Regions from separate parts of the Ostrinia nubilalis genome. Here region 1 is linked to region 2. The links are chromatin contacts, called in public Hi-C maps. All regions are on one chromosome and are shown on one strand. Each heading gives the region's core, a stretch centred on a gene start, on an enhancer-like site or on the middle of the called end of the contact. The rest is flanking DNA. Distances are from core to core; before and after follow the strand shown.

Region 1 (3,488 bases), core at 509-3,008, 210 kb after region 2:
TTACTTAATAGTGCATTGTTTAAATGAGACATTAATTTCAGTTATTTAAATCCAGTACCGACCGTAGCCAGTAATAATTAAGTTAGAAACTCTACATAACAGACCAATTTTATTTTTCAGTGTGCGGCAATTCTAAGACCTACGCCTCCAATACTGTTTTGATCACTCTACTTACGGGCCAAGGGACCTTTCAAAGACCCGAAAAAGTTGAAGCCATTATTAATTTTGTACAATGTGGTTATTGTTTGAGAACGTGAGTAAATATTGTCGGCATGATCCACACAGCATTAGCATTCGGAACAATGATAGCGGTCTGATGGTCCGGCCTTCATACTTCACGCTCCGGTAAGCTGTTTCCGACGACAGTGTAGTGTTGTAAGGTCCGCTTTTCGCGCGCGAGTTTTCATTAAACGTTAGAAATAAAAATAACTTTATTACCTATTATTAGTTAATAATATTGAATGAAATTTATTAATGATTAATTCATATTTATAGTTCAGTTATTCATAGTTTGCTGCCTAAGTACATATAATCAATTTATGCAATAAAACGTACCTGTAAAATATATTTGCTTCAGTAGGTTTCGTGTACTTATAATCGTAGCATCGCCGACTGCAAGCGACCCGTGTGGGTCAGGCACGTGATGTGAAGCCCTTTACTATTCCATTCAAGGGATTAGTTTTAATAAATTATTGTTGCTACGTGAATATCAGTATGAGTTGCATTGCATTCAATAAGATGTATCAATGATTTTCCGACTGAAAAAATCAAATGAAAGCCGGACCCCCATAACAATGCTTATCTCGTAGTTTGGTTACTACGAAAATTTTGAAATGTGCTATGCTCATGTTAATTGAAATAAATTTCTTTTAACCACCACTAATATAAAATATAAAATAATAATTTTAAAATTATTACAGTTTTATATCTTCAGCAGTTCAGTGAACGGATAGCGGCATGTGACTGAAAATAGCTTTTTTGCATTATTTGTCTTTTAGGCACGGAAAATAATCTTAATGCGAATGTTTGAATTGATTCAGATAGTATCCGTTATTTCCATAAAGTGGCTGTTGGCACTGAAAGAACGGGTTAATGAGGATGGTGGCCCAAAAATTATCTCAAGCTTATCCTTCTTCTTTCTTTTCGTGTCGACAACAAACCTACACAGTGTACAGCTTATCCTAAAACAGCTAAAATCTCTAACACGAAAATCACAATTATAATAGGTCACGGCGCAGCGTGTGCGTGCGCAGTGCGGGTGCAGCAGACGGTACGCTGCGTGCGCGCTTAAAGCCCATAAAAAGTGCAAGCGGCGGCCGTAGTTCAGGCTGAACTGCAAACAATGACTGTTCAGTGCCTGTAAAAGGGGGAAAAGATTTCTAAAATCCTACGCAACCGCTTTATTTTTCTACTTCAACTGCAGTTAACGGGCTGAAAATGTGATGTTAAATAATATGACCTTTCTTCTAGTACTTAAATAATTTTTATTTTTGTCATTAATCTAGTACCTAATAATATTTGAAATTGTCACTGGCGCCAGCAGTGCTGAATGAAAGAACGCCTATCACGTCCCGAAGATCTCAAGCTTATCCTAAAACCATGGAAACCTCCAATCTAACACCGACCCAAACTTAAGTTTTCGAAAATCACGATTACAATAGGTCACGGCGTGCGTGCGCAGTGCGGGTGCAGCAGACGGTACGCTGCGCGCGCGCATAAAGCCCATAGAAAGTGCAAGCGGCGGGCTCAGTCGCTCACAGCTCGCGGGCGCGGACGCACGCGGCGCAAATGTTACCGGACTACGCGGGAAATAGTTGCGTCTATTATTCGTGAATTAAAAAATCACAATTAAAACTTTTTATAAACAAAACACGGTGACTTTATCAAAATGGGTGCGAGTGCAAGGATTGCCCTCATGTTTCTAATGATTTCTGCCGCAACAGCTGGCCCTGCAGGGGATGTGAGGAGAACTCAAAAATACGGTGAGATGAAAATTTCATGACTTAATTAATTAATGAATAATTTATAATACATGAGCAGTAAACTAGGAAACTCTCTGGTCATGTGGTTTGCGTTCCAAAACAATAGGCGTGGGTTCAAATCCCGCGAGGGTCTAACATTACATTATCTATTTGACGCGCTATCTATTAGCATACTTAGCACGCAGCAGCAGCAGGGAATTTATAGGGATAAACTTGAAATAATTTGAAGGATCTTTGATGCCTAAAAGTATTTATTTATGCAGCCTATTTATTATGGTTCAACAAGGTCCTAATAGGTGTGAAAGGAAAATAAATCATAAACCTTTAATTATCATAAAGCAATTAATTGGGTATCATAGCAATCATCGTGGGTATGCCGCCATTGATTGTAAATTACCGCAGGCAGGAATAATGGTACTTGCATAAAATAACTGTAACAATAACGAATATCCAACACGATCTCACATTAACATTCAACAACTAATAAATACCTAACTTAAACCCACATTCAAGAAATTGCATAAATTTTTAGATAATTACTTGTAAAAAGTAATATAAATTACTTAACGTAGGGTTAGAACATTAAACTTAGAATAAAGAGATGCAAGACTCGAAGAAAACTTAAGTTGGTTTCGTTGCAAAACGAAAAAAAAACTTATGCAAGGCGATTCAAGAACTATTGGCTTAGTTGCAAAACAATCAAATAACTTTTACGGGCAATTTCACAGCAAATAAAATCGGTTGCACGTTTTGCTTGACAATGACCTACTCAATGCAAAAAGACGTTACGCCTAAAATGCATTAATTTGGTGCAAAATCGATTGATTAGTTAAAACCAGATTGAAAAACATCATTCAATGTCTAACTAGTTGACGTTGAAACACACATGATAAAAGTTGTACCATTTTTCAAGGTTTTTTTTCAAATTTATTTATTTAAGGCTCACAAAACAAGTTACAGTCATATTCAGGCACAGATAATATTCCATAGATTAATCGAAACCGCAACTCTAAACATGTGTGCACAGAATGAATTGAAAATTATGACATAAAGAGGGTAAGTAGTGTTAGTTTAACTTAAATCTAGTTAAGGTTAAGTCTAGGTTAAATCTAGCAGTTTTAACCTTTTGGGATCAGGCACTGCTAGGTCCGTGGCGATCCAGTGCTCATCGTCTGTACAGGGAAGCCAAGCTTCTGCTCTATAAAATTAGTTAACGTGACAATAAATTCGTACATTTACAGAAATAACGAGTACCTACCTAGGTTAAGACGAGACGAGCTAAACTCAATAGAGAATTTTCCGATATAAACTGCAGGACTTTCAACTGGCCAGCCATTCGAAGGCTAGGGAAAATGCATTTAAATGGGCAACACGTGCAGCTGCCGAGTTCTGCAAACATCGGTACAATTTATTTCGTCGATACATTTGCAATTGTAATGCCGACCAATTATTGCCTTCATAAGCATAACATTGCTTACTAATAATTACATTTACTGTAAGCATTTC
Region 2 (3,861 bases), core at 1,224-3,723:
GACACCCGAAAAATAATATGTACGCTATTTCGTGAGTCAATTAATCGCAATTTTAAAGGAATGTTACGTTTTCATATAACTTTTTTCTAAGCCAAATCAATTGTCAAGGAACACATGAAACCACTATTACAAGTTTTATTTAAATGGACGTTCCTTCGCCTTTTTATAAGCTTAAGAAGTTGGAGCGCTAACCTTACGGTGAGAGCGACCTTTGCAAGCCGCACGGATGTTTTTGGCTCTCTGAGAGTTTGAAGCTTCGTATTGCTCTCATTTTTGGCGTCACAATGTTGGTACTTGGTTTTTTAGATAGCTTAAATAATAGAGTTTTTGTAGTAATGAAGAATTTTTATAAATTATATTCCATTTGCTTATTATTTGAGCTAGAAAAAAAACTTACGAACTTACGTACTATCACGAACTAGTAGCCGTTTACCTTATGGGGAGGTTGTACTTAATGGCTTCAGGCGCTATCTGCCTCTAAATTAGCCGCGGTAAATAATTGCTTTGCAAAATTATGTTCTAAATTTACTTTTTACAAAGTATGTTTTTCAGCAACAAGATAGAAACATTAGTATTTAAGCTCTTTGAATAAGCTTTACTGATTCAATCGATGACTGAGCACAAAAGCTCGACCCAAACTATGAACATATAAACGGCAGATATAGACAAATTTTATGATAGGATGAAATTAACGGGGCAAAAGGGTCAACCCAAATTTTTCATTTGGTTTCTTGAGATCTCATAGAGCTTTTACAATATTCTCGGATAACGCCATCTCTTAGCGTAGCATGAAAGTACTTCTTCTTCAGCACGGTCTTCAGGTTTGCCACGGTAAGCTTTGCAATGTACATTAGTCATGCTACTTAAACATAGATGGCGCAAAATAAATCTTAACGCATAAAAATATTATCAGCGTACAGTATGTTAACTAATATCATTTTAGATCGAAAGTCATAAATGAAATCAAATCCAAGCACAAATAATAATAATACAAAAGATATTTTTAATTTTTCTCTACGGTACCAACCAAACTAAACAACAACAAGCTACTCGCCGCTAGATGGCGTGAGACGCAAGAGTTATTGGAAATAAAAGAAAGTATCAAATTCAATCATACCCACAAAACTTTTAAAATAAAATTTTAAATTTTAGAAAAGTTTTAGTTGCCAGACCAGTGCAAAATGTGTTTATTATTTAGCAGTTTAGAAACAAGTGTATGTAAGACAAATACATTAACCTAACGCCAACTACGAATTAACAATGCTTCCAATAAACATTTTGTCATCATTACTTAATTAACAAAGAAAAATGTTACTGAAGTCATCATTAAGCCTTGTAGCAGACGAGGCGAAGAAAATCAGCAAGACGTGGAGTGAGATCAATCGCAAAGCTGAAGACCGAACGTGGTGGAGGACTGTTGTGGACGCCCTCTGCCCTGTCTGGGGGACATGGGACCTTAAGTCAAGTAAGTCATCTTTTTTTACCTGATAAAAGTCTAGTATACCCGCGAAAATATGTACGTGTTACCTATTATAAGTTAACATGCCTAAGTAGGTAACTATTTTTAAAATGTTCTTAAAATCATCTACCTTATTTAGTTTATAATATCCGTTGTTCCATAGTAGGTACATGCTTTGCTTAGTTTGGGACTAGAGGCGCAGTGTAAAGTGTCCAAGGATGTCCAAGGACAAGTAAGTGACAAATACCGCGAAAAAAGGTTACTAGGTAGGTTTAAGATAAACCCTAGTTCAGACGCAGGATAACTACGCTGTTACTGGGTGGTTCCCTTTGGCGAGGCACTGAGGTGGTAACAGTTTGATGCAAAAATGCAAATATACGAGAAGCAGCAACCGCGCAGTTCTTGCTGTGTCTGAACCAAGCCTTAGCTAACCATTTCAGTGTGGAGTTCCATTACCTGCGCGCCGCCCTCCAATCGTAAGACCAATGCGCGTGAGTGGCCAGACATGCAAAATTGCACCTCGGGCACTTGAACAAAATTACGAACTGTCCACTCCTCGACACTGCAATTTGCTAAGTCATTACGTTTACCTATACTTATTTACTGCCGTTCTATGTAGGATTGGTTATGTATTAAAGCTTGTTAAATCCCAAAGTATATGGTATGGTTTAAATACTAAACGTTGGTAATTTTACTTAGGGTTATACATACATACAAAAGGATCGCACTAAATCATTTTCATCTCGTTATCATCAAATTTAGTTTATAAAAAAGCAGTTTACCATTTAACTCGTTAGGTGATTAGATTATACTAGATATTAACTTAAATAAAATCTTGTTTTTTATATTAAATAAAATTGCATTTTGATGATTGATTAAAATTCTTTGAAAAACAGAGCAAATAGGTAAGTCTTCCGGATATTCCACCGATATTTTGACTCTTTGCCAAATCTATTTTCGCTGAGTGAAGATATTTAAAGATTGGCTGCATTAAGATACAATTTCCATCAAATAGCGAGAAGAAAGACGTTTTTCTGGTGAGTAAGGTTTCTTTTATTTTGTCTTGTAATTTCCAGCTGAAAGTTTTATTAAATAGTATGTAATAGTGCAAAAGATACTTCAGCTTTGGTAGAGTCCCAAGGCCTTAACTATACCTTCAGACAATGCTTATGAATTAAAAGACGACTGTCTCTGATTTACCAGAGGCCAATGGAAGATTTAGTCTACACTCCCTACATTGGCTAGTTTTATTACAAATCAAAATCGTATATTTGGCTCATATCTGGAGCCACTGACTTGTCAAAATCATTATTTATCTCAATCTTGTTTCAAGACTGTACTCACCCTTCTTCAAGACTGCCGTGTCACAGTACTTATTATTATTCTGTGTCACTTACAAAACAGCTACATATAATAATTGGTAATTTATTTGCAAACTTCAGTCCGTCCATGATTGGTCAGCATTCCACGCCTTCAGCATTTACCCTCGTCTCTAATCCTGCTAATACCAGGTTTGGTTCCCGTCATGAGATCTCCTTGCATCATTAGCGACTAGGCCGGTCCCCGGGCGATTTACCCCGTAATTCCTTAAATATTAATATTCTCATCGGTCGGAATGTCATTTTGTAAATTACTCCTTATTATAAGTCGGGTAATTGGACGGGTCACGCAGCGGAGGAATGTCGGATCTTGTTTGTATCGCTCGATTTGTAATTGCAGTGGACAAATGATCTTTATTACCGACACAATTTGTAAATCGTCCGACAGAAGATGTCATGTTTTGGACTCGTTTTTAACCGGCTTCTAAAATTAAGGAGATTCTTTGTCCACTGCATGTATTTTTTTTTTCTTTTTCATTATTAATCAAGACGTCACTGGTTCATCAACTTTGTGATTTTAACTAATTAATTGTTTTTATTCATGTCATTTTAAGTTTATTGAAAACTAATTTGGATTTAGTTTCATTTTTCAGGCGATCTTTTCGTGTATCATCTAAGTACACAAATAACTTTAAAAAAAATCAAACAGAATGTCATGATTTCAAAGCGTACATATTATTCTTATACCACAAAGTAAGCACTTCACTATATCTACATAAAAATATTTTTAACAACAAACAAAAAACCACCAAACAGGTGTTCTTATAACAATAAAAATAAACAAATCAATCTTAATGGAAAAACCAGTTTACTTCCAAATAATAATCAATCGCCCATTTAATACTTAATGAAACTACCTACGTGACCTCACTCACTTTCACTAGGCCTTATTTATAAACCGGATACAGGTTTGTATTCTTACTTAGAAAAGTATTAAGAACATAGGTATTTGGTAGGGACGTTCCTAGATAGGATTTTAAGCAAAACATAAGTAATTTCAATCGCGCACAATGGCCCAATCAT

The links. Hi-C and Micro-C count contacts between places; a contact is called where the count stands out from the background.
Region 1: a Hi-C map of whole body shows a contact between it and region 2, with 4 times the contacts expected there. The contact joins the promoter of LOC135076132 here to the promoter of LOC135076125 in region 2. A contact is called at or near these places in 3 of 5 Hi-C or Micro-C datasets (whole body and whole larva).

The regions. Positions count from the first base shown.
Region 1 is chr11:5,020,807-5,024,294 of ilOstNubi1.1, forward strand. LOC135076132 reads left to right here and starts at 1,759. Exons shown (of 2, transcript XM_063970601.1): 1 at 1,759-1,982. The coding sequence starts at 1,889.
Region 2 is chr11:4,805,657-4,809,517 of ilOstNubi1.1, forward strand. It overlaps LOC135076125, which reads left to right and starts at 2,474. Exons shown (of 7, transcript XM_063970595.1): 1 at 2,474-2,496.